2 separate regions of the Mus musculus genome follow, and region 2 is linked to region 1. A link is a contact called in public Hi-C data. All regions are on one chromosome and are shown on one strand. The core of a region is the stretch at or near the end of the contact, and the rest is flanking DNA. Distances in the headings are between cores, read along the strand shown.

Region 1 (6,463 bases), core at 1,548-4,047:
ACATTAATTTTCTCGTGATTGTGACAAAATACCAGACAGAAAAGGCTTTTTAAAGGGTCAATATTTTATCTCAGCTTACGGCATCAGTCCATCATGGTAGGGAGGACTTGGTGGAAATCATAATGACAGAAGTAGGTGGTGGTGATGCCTCCTGTGGGAAATCAGGAAAAACAAAATCTGGGACCAGAATGGGGCTGGGCTACAAAGCCCACCCCCAAGGCTCACCCCAAGGCTCACCCCCAATGTCTTCATCTACCATGTATATACCACGCTGGAAAGACTCTTCAGCCTTCCCCAAACAGTAGCCGCCATCTGGGGATAGTCAGCTGGGAATCACATGTTTCAAATGCATTAGCCTGTGGGAGACATTTCATGTTGAACCATAACGTAGACACACAGGTTTGTTTATGTATATGCTCGCTCAGCCTGCCCCGGAGCTCACTGTGTAGCCCAGGCTGGACCTTTACTTTTGCTCTTCCTTCGTCATTCTTTCTAGTGTTGAGATTCCAGGCAGATAACAACACCGTGATCGTATCAGGCCTGCTGTGGTCTTCAGTGGCTGCTCATCGCTGAGGAGTAGAAGACACCTTAGTACTGAAGAGGGCTGGATAGTAAGAAATATTATCTAATGTTTTGGGCTTCATCAGCTCCCTCTCAGGAAATGTTTTCTGCCCTAAGATAACCTGTCTCCAGAATGTACTGGGCTGGCACTGGACAGGAGAACAGTCATCCACAGGGAACATAATAGTTAATCTTGTCAACTTTACAGGGTCAATAATCACCGCAGAAACAAACCTCTGGACCTGTATGTGAGGAAGTTGCTAGATTGAATTAGTTGAGGTGGGAAGACCTACCCTAGCTGTGAGTGGTACCATCCAGTGTTCTAGGGTGTTAGACTGAATAAAAAGGAGAAAGAGAGCTGAGTGCCAGTGTCCATCTCTCTCTGCTTCCTGACTGGGGACGCAATGTGAGCAGCTGCCTCATGTTCCTGCCTCCATGCCTTCCCCGCCATGATGGACTGGATCCCCTCAAACTGTGAGCCAGAACAAACCCTTACATCCTTACGTTGCTTTTATCAGGTATTTTATCACAGCACCAAGGAGGGAAACTAATACAGGGCAGGTAGATTAGATGATATTTTTGATCTTGTGGTAATAGGAACCCTTGATAATTTATTAAGGATAGTGGTAATAAGAGTCTGGAATGGCAGCCCTCCTGGGTTCTGAAAATATCTGCAGCAAGCACAATCCCTCTCTGACTTCTTATTCTACTCCTTGACACTTGCTGGTTGAGCAGTTGGCATTGAAAGGCATTGTCAATGGGAAGCAGAGAAGTCAGGCTGGAAGTGGTATGTGCAAGATCCATCAGTTGGCTCTGTAAGGGGAAAGAATAAGAGAATCTGCCCATGTTGTATACCCAGACCCATCCCCTCTCCTTCCTGACCCATGCTGACCCAGGAACAGGGACATTAAGAAATTGTCCCTGCTTTTATCTCCCAAATATGAGTTCTAAGGATTTTAGTTTTTTAAGTTCTTATTTCAAAGTCAGGGGTTAGATTCACATGAGTGCAATGCCCCCAGGGGCCAGAAGAGGGCATCAGAATCCATGGAGCTGGTAGTTGTGAATTGATCAGTGATTGGTGCGAGTGCTGGGAACTGAGCTCATGTATCCTAAAAGAGCAACAGTGTGCTCTTAACCACTGAACCACCTCTCCAGCCCCTAAAATATGAGTTCAAAGGGGGGCAGAGATCATGAAATCTGTTTATTTATCATAACTTGCAAATTCTCAATACGTTTCAGTGTGATTTTTTTGTCTTTCCTGCCTGCTCTCCTTCCTTCCCTCACTTTTGAGTGTATATAAACATGTGTGTGTATGTATGTGTATGCGTTGGTGTGGGGGTGCTGAGACCTGAACTCACGTCCTGTGCCAGAGCAGCAAGATCCCTTAACCACTGAGCCATCCCTTTAGACCCTAATTTTTTTAAAAAAAAAAATAAAAATATAAGCAGACCTTGGGCATAATGATCTATGCTTTTTTAAACCTGACACTCTTGAGACAGAGGTAGATGCATACAGCATCCACAGAGGCTGAAGATGACATAAGATTGCCTGGAACTGGAGTTACCTGTGGTTGTGAGCTGCAGTATGGGTACTGGGAACTCAAGCTGGATCATGTGTAAGAGCAGGAAATGCTCTTAACTCTGAAGAGAGCATTCAATCTTCAGCCCCTTAAATGTTCTGTTAAGTTACATTTCTCTCTTTGTCTGTCTCTGTCTGTCTGTCTGTCTGTCTGTCTCTCTCTGTCTGTCTGTCTGTCTGTCTGTCTCTCTCTCTTGTGTGTGTGTGTGTGGTGTGTGTCTTTCTTTAATTTCTTTTTCTTCAAGACAGGGTTTCTCTGTGTTGCCCTGGCTGCCCTAGAACTTACTTTGTAGACCAGGCTGGCCTCGAACTCAGAGCTTCACCTGCTTTGCCTCCCAAGTGCTGGGATTAAAGGTGTGCGCCACCATGCCTGGCTTTAATTTCTAAAAGGAATTGTGCAAAGCACCCCATGGGAGAAGTGATTGAATACACTTGTCAACTGGCATCGAAATGGTTTTACAGAATGAAAAATCTCCTGTCGGCCCCCTAACTTAGATCTAGAAAAGTTATGTGATCGATGAAAAAGTAGAGTTTGCAGCCGAGGACTCAAAAGAGAGGAAGAGCCTGTAGAACAAGATCTGAGAGTCTGGACAATCAGAACAGGAGGCTGGCTGGCAGGCAGGCGAGCAGGCTCCGGTGAACCACCTGGCCACCTCAGCAGGCTCCAACAGCTCCACCCCCTCCAGCTGTCAATAATCTGTCCCATAGAAGCGGCCCAGAAAGGTTCAGGGAAGGAGCCTGGCCTATAAACTGGGGACAATCTGTGCTTTCACGGTCCTAGCAGAGTGGCCTGGCCTTGTGGGGCTCACTTTGTAAAATGGGAATGTTTTTCGGTAGCAGTGGGAAATGTGTGAAATCAGTGAGTTTAGAACCCACAGTAAAGATGGCAGTATGACCTCCAGTTTCCATACTGCTGTCTCTGTCTTGTGTATAGCTACCCCTCTCCCTCTCCCTCTCCCTCTCCCTCTCCCTCTCCCTCTCCCTCTCCCTCTCCCTCTCCCTCTCCCTCTCCCTCTCCCTCCCCTTCCTTCCTTTCTTCTCTTTTTTCTCCTCCTTCCCTTTTCCTCTCTTCTCCCCTCTCCTTTTTTCTCTCTTATCACTTTCCCTCTCATCTCTTACCCTCCCTCCCTCCCTCCATCCTTCCTTCCCTTCATCCTTCCTTCCCTCCATCCTCCCCTCCCTCCCTCCCTCCCTCCCTCCCTCCCTCCCTCCCTCCCTCCCTCCCTTTCTTCCTTCCTTTCACTGTTTCTCCTTTGTGGCTTTTGACACTGGGTCTCACTATACATTCCCATCTGGCTTGGAACTAACAATACAACTGGCCTCAAACTCATTGCTTACCTCCTGCCTCAGCCTCCTGAAGGCTGGGATCATAGACATGCATCACCATGCTCACCTTCGTGTTGTTACTTTTCTGGGCCCCAGAGTTGGGCACGGTCATGATGAAAACACTCGAAACACAACACATAGCTTCAAAGACATGGACTTTGATAGCTTGGGCATCTATCAGGAACAGGCTTTGATAGCTCGGGCACAAACTAGAAATACTATATGTGAGATTAAGGGATGGAATGGACAAAAGACCAAGAAAGGGTCATAGACAGGAATGTGTGGGGGTCAATATGAGGAAGAAGGGGATCAGTGAACTGGACTTCCATAGCCCAGCACCCTCAGCCATACCTACCTCTGAGACCAAGGTGATCGTGAGAGTGAGAAAGTGATCCAGCACTTGTCACTTGTGCCATATACCAGTCTTTGGTGAAAGACCACAAGCTTTCTTTGAGCTGTATGCTTGGAGCTGGCTGCTCTGCCATTACTATGCAAGATGACACCCCCTGGGACATTCAAGCACTCCCAAGGACTTAGGACCAAAGGTTCCCTCAGGGTTCTGTTATCAAATTTACTTCTTGCTGTAAAAGAACACCTGATTTAAAAACAAACAAAAAAACAAAAACAAAACCAAACCAATGTCCGCTCATGGTTAGAGAAGGCATACAGTCCATCATGGCAGGAAAGGCATGGCTGCAGGGGTGTGAGCTGCCTGGGCACATTGCATCCATAGTCAAGAAGCAGAGAGTTGGTGGGACGTCTTGTACCATAAGAATTTCAGGGAAAATAGCCGACTGGGCTATGCACTTGCTGCACAAGATCCCCCAAACCCATGTAAAGCTTGGCTATGGTAGCACATGTCTGTAATCCCAGTGCTTCTATAGGGAGATGGGAGGCAGAGGCAGGAGAGTTCCTGAAGGTCATGGGCCAGGTAACCCGGCATAAACAGTGGTGAACAGCAAGAGGCCTCAAACATTAGGTAAGGACTAACACCTAAGTTCATTCTCTGACCTCCACATGTTCTGTGTTGCATGTGCACACACATACACAAATGTGGGCATGCACTCATGTATCCCAATAAAAACAAATGCCTTAAAAGCTCACCCCCAGTGACTCATATCCTTCAGTAAGGTCTCACCACTCCCAAAGGTTCACAGACTTCTGCTAGCTGGGGACCAAGTGTTCAAACATATGAGCCTGCTGGGGACCAAGTGTTCAAACACATGAGCCTGCTAGGGACATTTCACATTCAAAGCACTTCGGCCTTTCTCTTCTGTCCCCTCTCTCTGGTTTCACCAGTTTCTCTTTTGTTCCTTGACCTCTAGTCACTTGCAACCTATGTAGGACTATAGGATGACCTGGCTGCTGACCCTGCATGTTGGTAGGTCTCTCTAGGGATCCTCAGGCTTTGGGAGAAAGTTATTAACATATAGTGCTTATAGAAATGGCCAGCTCAACTCCAGGACCCTGGAACCAAGGACCTGTGCTCAGATTTAAAGTATGGGTACTGATACACATAGGGAATTAGCCCCACAAGAGACAAGACCCAACACTCCCCACCACATAGCAAGCCAGCTGGACAGACATCCTGCCCCACTGCCTTGTGGTCCTGAAGTCCCAGGACATTGGCCATTGTACCCCATGTGGATGCAACCTCAGGAGGTTTTATGCAGGAGCCCAAATGTAGCTTGCATGTTCTCTGGCCTGCCAATTCTCTCCTCCCCATCTCCATTGCTCCATGGACCCAAAATTCTCAGACTCTGGTACTTAAGGTGACAACTGAAGATAAATGTTTTCTATGGGTATGCTGTCGTAGCCCCAATTTTCAAAGGGCACATAAGAAATATGGCCACTGATACCTAAATCTATACCTGTATCCACCTCTGTGTCTGTCTGTCTGTCTGTCTGTCTGTCTGTCTGTCTGTCTGTGTTTGTGTCTGTGCCTCTGTTCCTATCTCTCTTTCCCTGTGTGTGTGTTCGGACATCAACTAAGATGGTGCTTCCTGGCTTCTTCCTACAAAAGAGACATAGGGCCCACCATGACCATAACAAGGCATCTTGTAAGGTTCTCCATGAACACCCGGAGCGACTATGTGTTCTGCAGACAGTTGGAGTTGCTGAAGGTAATAGAAGGAGGAGATCAGGTATCCAGGCTAGGTCTCAGCACCAGCCTCACTGCTTTCCGAACAACTTGGCCTTCTTAACCTGAGGTCAGCAAGGGGGGGGGGGGGGAGCTAGTGTCAAATACCAAGTTCTGTCCAGGCTTGAATAGATGTTGTGTGTAAAAGTAGGCAATCTTTGCCCCAATCTGTGAGAATTGGTTTGGATGTTTATTTTATTTTATTTTATTTTATTTTATTTTATTTTTTACCTTTAAGAAGACCAAATCCACACAGACATGGTAGCAATGATGCTCAGCTTTAATTGTCAACTTGACTCAATCTAGGGTCACCCAGAAAGAGAGTCACAATAGGAATTGTCTATGCTGGGTTATACGGTGGGAAGGTCTAAGAGGACTGTCTTAATGAAGTTAATTGATTTGGGAAGACCCAACCCACTGTGGGCAGTACCATTCCCTAGGCAGGAGGTCCTCAACTATATAATAGCAGAGAAGCTGAGTTGAGCAAAATCAAGCACACGTGCATTCATTTCTCTCTGACTTTGACTGCAGACATAAATGTAACCAGCTGCTTCAAATTCCTGCTTTAACTTCCCTGAAATAATCGATCACAGCCTGGAATTGTGAGTCAGGTAAACCCTTTCCTTCCCTAACCTGCTTTTTTTTTTTTTTTTTTTTTTTTTTTTTTTTGTCTCAAAACAAAACAAGCTTCAACTGCCTTTAAACCTAAATAAAAAACGCTCCGCCATGTCTCAGAAATTCTCCTACTGTCGTTGGGTGTGTAGTTTGCCCAGGTGGGGTGCCTGAGTTTGATTTGAACCCCAACTGCAAAGTAACAACAACAAAAGCAAACAATACAAAACCCCAAAGAGCAGGTGA
Region 2 (6,463 bases), core at 2,017-4,516, 68 kb after region 1:
AGGCAGGAGAGAGGGAGAAAAGAGCACTTCTCAGAAGAGAGGAACATGGTTCACAGCAGAATTTCTCCAACTACATGAAAGCTCAGCTACAACTCTCCATGAAAGAATCCAATTAAAATATAGGAAGGCTATATTTTTTTGCATATGCATTTGAATACATGACTTTAGCTTATAATTAACTGAAAAAAAATATAGTATATGCAGTCCAGTGAAATCCGAGGCTCAAATCCTGTCTCTAGAGCTCTGTATTAAATCTTTCATTAGTGGCCACACAAAGGCCATTGTCTCGAAGCTAGTCATTTGGATTTTCAGTGTGATCTGAATTTGCAAGCTGGTGTGAATTGAGACTTGGGGGATAAACCTGGTATTTATCCAAAGTCGGAAAAGTACTTGCTGATTTCAGAAGAGAATGACAAGCAAGAAAGAACAGAAGAGGCAGGTCAGCAGGAAGGTGACACTTGCAGAGCTTTATACTCCTAGTAATTGCTCATTTTCTGCCGAAAAGTTCTGAGTCCCCCACCCCACCCCACCCACGAATGGGTAAAATGGTCCAGACATTGTGAAAAAAAATATATATATATAACCAGTGTGTGAATGAAAGACAAAAGCTGTCAGGTCCCCATACTCCTTTTCCTTAGAGGACCAAAATCAAAGCAAAGTATTCTACATCCGCATCACTTGAAAATTCCCTTGACTGAGCCTCCCCTCGGATCTCAGATGACTCTAGGTTGTGTCAAGTTGGTGGTTGGAGATAAGTGGGGCACCTTCTTCACAAGACATAGAATGGTCAATTTGATTGGACTAAAACATACCTAGGAGATCAGGACAGCACAGCTTCATGGTGTGACCGGGAGGGAACTTTCAAAGACAATGGAAGATCCTGAGGACTCTGAGGCAACCAATGTATTCTTTGAGGGATTTATAATGGGATGCTGTTATTGGAAAGTAGTGGTAAGCCGGAGATATAAGTAGGCAACTAAGAGTATGTGCTCTGGTTACATTTTGCCCTGGCTCCTCCATCTATCTTCACTTCTCTGCTTCCTCTCTGCTAAGAAGTAAAGAAAGGACTCCAGCATATGTTCTACAACTACAAGGTTCTACCCATGCACTTGGGAGCCATCCTCACCATGAACTGGACCTCTGAAACTGAGCCAAAATAAATCCTTCACTCATTTATTCTTTTCTTTCTTCTTGCTAGGCATGGCGGTGCACACCTTTGATTACCACTCTCATGAGGCAAAAGCAGGCTGATCTATGTGAGTTTGAGACCAGCCTGGACTACATATTAAGTACCAGGATAGCAAGGGCTACATAGTCAATGTGGTGGTTTGAATATGCATGGCCCATGGGAAATGGCACTATTAGGAGGTGTGGCCTCACTGGAGGAAGTGTGTCACTGTGTAGGCGGGCTTTGAGGGCTCCCAGGGTTCAGTGTAGAAGAGAGACCTTCCTCCTGGCTGCCTGCAAAAGACAGTCTCCTGACTGCCTCTGGATCAAGATGTAGCCTTCTCCACCACCGTGTCTGCCTGCATGCTGCCATGCTTTCCCGCCATGATGATAATGGACTGAACCTGTGAAACTGTAAGTCAGTCCCAATTAAATGTTGTCGTTTATAAGAGTTGCCTTGGACATGGTGTCTGCTCACAGCAATAAAACCCTAAGACAGTCAGATTCTGTCTCAAACAGGGGAAAAAAAATGAACAACAACAACAAAAACCTTCCTTTCATTCTTCTTTTGTTGTTGACAATTTTAGACAAGGTCTCCTGGAGCCCAGTCTAAGTCATAATCCTGCTTTTACATCCACTGTACTGAGATTGCAGGTGTGTCAACCATGCCCAAGCCCAGGTTCAACATCCTTCCTACCGGAAATGGGTTGATCGACTTTAATCTGAGTCACATTCCCAAATTATGGGTTACAAGATGATCTGTGTTTGGAAATCCTAGCTTTGTGGGTGATATAGTTGAATGGTCTTATCATAAAAACCCCAGATTACTTACATGAAAAATCAGAGTCTTGAGAAGCGAGATGGCTCAGTGGTTCAAAGCACTTGCTGCTCATACAAGCACCCAAGATCAGTTTCCAGTAACCACATTGGGTTGCTTACAACAGCCTGGAAAAACAGCCCCAGGGGGTTCTGATACTTTCTTCTGGCCTCTCCAGGTACCGGGTAGAATACACATGTATACACATAAATCAAAATCAAAATAGCTAACATTTTAAAAAAGAAAATAAAACTCTCAAGGAAAACTTGGAGCATCAACCAGTTGAGACAAGCTAGACAGACCTCTGCTTCCTCCTCCTCTGGCGGACCCTCCCTCTTTGTTTCCTTTGTCTGGTTCTCCTGTTTGCCTTCTCTCTCCTCCTCTTCTTCCTCCTCCCCCTCTTCTGCCTCCCTCCCCCTCCTCTTCCCCTCTCCTTTTGGAACAGTCTTTCTGAGTACCCCAGGCTTACATGGAACTCACAATCCATCTGCTTCCACCTCCCACATGCTGAGCTCACAGGCAGGCCCGCAGGCATGCACATCTAGTTAGGGGGTTCTTAACTTCCTTCCGAGTGGATGAGCTTTTATACCCAACAGCCTTTTAGGACAGAGGCACCACCATCCCACTTGTGGAGAAAGCTGAACATGTGGTCTGCAGTCGTTGTCGTCCACCCCCCCCCCCCAGCTCTGCCTGCTTATTGGCCCTCCCAGGGAGTACAGACTGACCACTCCTGGAGAGATGGATGCCCACTTGGCTGAGGCAGCCACGGATGACAGCTCCCCAGTGTGGTTAATGGTGACCCTCTGACCTTCTCGCCTTTGATTTCCTTAATGCAATCGTTCTGGTTCCTTGCTGCCTGACAAAAGGTCAGCTCTTGTTTATCCTCTAATAAATGTGGTAGGAAAGAGAGGGAAAGAGGGAGGGAGGGAGGGAAGGAGGGAGTGAGAGGGAGGGAGGGAGGGAGGGAGGGAGGGAGGGAGGGAGAGAGAGAGAGAGAGAGAGAGAGAGAGAGAGAACACAAAAACCAACAGAAAATCTCACTGCTGTCACCAGATAATCCAGGGCAAACTGGCTCCTTTTTGGTTTCATCTTTGAACGTCTAAATTTGTGCCACACTTGACTGTGTTGTCACTGGCTGTCATGAGCAGCATCTAGCCCTTTTGTGGAGTAAGTGCTTCTCAAAAAAGACCAGGCTTTTTTTTTTTCTGAACAGGCTGTATTTTTGGCTGCAGTCTTGAACTGCTGGGAATGCAATTGCTTTTTAATTGGAACCAGCAACCAAGGTTGGCTTGGATTCAAAGCCAGGCCTCCCAGCATCGGCAGGGGCTACCATAGTCTAGGGACAGGGGAGTGGAATGGCCAGAGTGACCCACCTTCAGGCTGGGACTCCCAGGGGAGGATCTGTTCACACCTAAGGACCTGATAGCTTGGGATTAGAATTTTTATTCCCTGACCTAGAAAAAGAAGTGCTTGCCATTCCCAGGGACTGGCAAACCAAGAGCATGCTGCACAGCTAGGCAGAAGGTCTCCCCCAACCCAGCTGACATCTACATGGGTGGGATGAAGAAGCTCAGGGGAAAGGGAACAAAGGAATCTCAGAGGAAAATTATCCTGGTTTTCCGTCAATGTTACAGCCCAAATGTCCTTTCCTTCCCAAAGGAAACGGTTGCAGGGATGCATGTTCTCACTGTCTGTCACAGTGGGGGTAATGAATGTTCTGGAAGGAATAGATCACTTCAGGTTCTCATTGTGCCAAGTAATTATGTCAAATTAAATGTATTAATACAACAGTACCTTTCATTTAGCCAGTACGCTAAAGAGCCCATGCTTTAGCTGAACATCTACACAATGGCTTGCTATACCACACTCTCATCTCTGTGAATTCCTTTGATTCAAAATGAAAAAAAATTAATTTGAATAAATGTATGAAGGGCATGATGCTGAAGGCCAGGTCAGCCATTCATACTAAGAAGTAAAAAAAAGAAAAAGAAAGAAAAAGCAAAATGAACACACAAACACACATGTGCATACACACACGCATACACACACACACACACACGCACATGCACACATATGCAGACACACACGCAGACTATGAAGAGGTCAGCCCAGAGCATCAACAGATTATTTTTATATGCACTTAACTTCAGAAGGGTAACTCCAGTTAAATTCATTGTTTCACCAACTTGCCCCTGGTTGGAAATACTTGTTTCTGTTGTTCATGTCTGCACCCTGTCTAGGGCGGACAGACATTTCTTCACATCTCCTCAGAACAGGTCTTTGGCTTGATTACTTCCACAGAAAGGTGGGGTAAACAATTAAAAGCCAAGATGTGGCTGGATATGGGTGTGCTGGTGTGTGTGGTGGTTTGAATGTGAAACGTCTCCTTTAGGCTCACATGTTCGAAACACTCGGTCGCCAGTTGGCGGTGCTGTTTAAGAAAGCTATGGAACTTTTAGGAAGTAGAGCTCTGTTGGAGGAAGTATGTCACTGGAGGTGGGCTTTTGAGGGTTTGTAGCCTCACCCTACTTCCTGTTCTTTCCTGTTGCTTCCTGTTCAAGTGAAGTGCCATCTTCCTGCTTCAAGTTGTGAGAATGTTCTCAGGTTTCCACTGTCCAGCCTTTCCCATTATAATAGATTCTATCCATTGGGAAAGTACAGGGCAAAGTAAACCATTTCCTTTATAAGATACTTTTGCTCATAGCATTTTATCCCAGTAATAAAAACTAACACAGTATAAATTTGAATTTGGTTCTGATGGGTCACACTGGGGGACTTTCTCCCTTTGCTTTCTACACATTTCTCCAAAGCATTCCATCACTGCTGAGGGTCTGACTCCTCTAGACTGAAACACCAGTCTTTGGGTTTAGGTACTATTCCAGTTTTCCCATTGCACCCGGTATCAGAGCATTCTAGATTATCTCATATCGTGCTATCCCCCTTTCTCCGGGTTTTTTGTTTTGTTTTTGTTTGCTTTTTTGCCTTTCACAGCACTTGATCATCTACAGCTCCTCTCGTTTCCCAAGAGTTTGTGTATTAAACCCCAAATAAAAGAAGTGTGGTTTGTTTTCCATAGTGCACGGCTACTCGGGGCTCCAAGAAGGAGTCTGTGACATCTAGAAACATCTATTCTGTATTGCTGTGCTCCAGGCATTGCAGTGAGGAAAAGGTCCAGCAGAGACATTCATGGAGACAGTGGGGCCTACTCAAAAGTAACAGTCAGTGGGCAAGTCAAAGACACATTTGTCTATGATATAACAATGTCAGCCGTGCCTGAAGGTTCAGTCTGGTAATCTCAGCTACACAAGAGACTGAGGCAGGAGGGTCACAAGTTTAAGGGCTAACTGGACTAAAGGGTAACTTCAAGGCCAGACTGGGCAACTTAAGTGAGAGTCTAAGATGTACCTCATTGATAGAGTACTTGCCTAGAATCTTTCAGTGAGGGGCTGGGGGCATGGCTCAGTGGGAGAGCCCCTGCCTAGAATCCCCCAGGGAGGGGTTGGGGGCATGGCTCAGTGGTAGAGCCCCTGCCTAGAATCCCCCAGTAAGGGGCTGGGGGCGTGGCTCAGTGGTAGAGCACCTGCCTAGAATCCCCCAGGGAGGGGCTGGGGGCGTGGCTCAGTGGTAGAGCACCTGCCTAGATTCCCCTAGTGAGGGGCTAGGGGTTTGTCTCAGTAATAGATCTTCTGCTCAGAATCCCCTAATGAGGGGTTGGGGGTGTGGCTCAGTGATAAATCTTCTGCCTAGACTCCTCCAGTGAAGGTTGGAGCTGCTTGTCTTATTGATGTTAATCTTCAGTATTATAAAAGCAAAGCAAAATTAAAAACAGCAGCAACAACACAACTGTCTCAAGACAAACATACCTGGGAGCCCTCGCTGGTATGCATAAAGATTTATAACCAGAGGTCAGATGCACCAAAGGATCCCTGATCCTTGCCAAGTACTGTTAGGATAGGCTTGGACGTCTTCTTCACCTGAGACTGCGGTATCTGGGAACACTTTCCCTCCCAGATCTTCCTATTTAATCCTCTGCAGTCGGTTTACGTTGTGATCAGTGAATGGGGATGTGCAAATTTCCTGCCTCTGAGATCTATGAACGCTTTGAAGCTTGGCATATCAGTTTTTGTGACTGATGCACGGGCACATTGACTCTCTTCCTTCCTCCTTAGAAGGCATTACAGTTCTAATAATTACATTCGTTCTCCCATTCCTCCTGTAATTATGAATAAATGTTTGTTGAATGGGATTAAAGCTTAATTATACTTTTTTTGTGCCGGCCATGTAATTTTCTGTGTGTGGAAAAGTGGTGGGACTATATCTATTGTCTTGTGGCAAATCCGATTCACCGTTTTCTCTCGCCTGGGTTCTCAGTGCCGCAGTGGTTGCTCTCTTGCCTGTTTCAGGGGTTCCTACTCGTAAGGAGGTGGCTATGGTTTCTTTTCTGTTACTGTGACAAAGCACCCTGATCAAAGGCAACTT

Evidence for each region. A called contact is a pair of places that touch in the nucleus more often than the background predicts.
Region 2: a contact with region 1 is called in a Hi-C map of cerebellar granule neurons, with 2.2 times the contacts expected there. The contact joins two enhancer-like sites. A contact is called at or near these places in 10 of 484 Hi-C or Micro-C datasets (the N1E-115 cell line, adipose-derived mesenchymal stem cells, brain and 6 more).

What each region holds. Positions count from the first base shown.
Region 1 is chr5:130,868,479-130,874,941 of GRCm38.p6, forward strand. It overlaps a transcript of Galnt17 not described here. Among named protein-coding and RNA genes, the nearest start is that of Gm40337, 16 kb to the left of the region's middle. Within about 2 kb of position 2,798, at least 2 of the 459 cell types and tissues checked have an H3K27ac peak or open chromatin away from gene starts, as enhancers often do. A contact at or near this core is called in cerebellar granule neurons and cerebellum, where this site is marked.
Region 2 is chr5:130,935,880-130,942,342 of GRCm38.p6, forward strand. The region is part of intron 6 of Galnt17 (polypeptide N-acetylgalactosaminyltransferase 17); the gene reads right to left. Among named protein-coding and RNA genes, the nearest start is that of Gm40337, 84 kb to the left of the region's middle. Within about 2 kb of position 3,267, at least 62 of the 459 cell types and tissues checked have an H3K27ac peak or open chromatin away from gene starts, as enhancers often do. A contact at or near this core is called in cerebellar granule neurons and cerebellum, where this site is marked.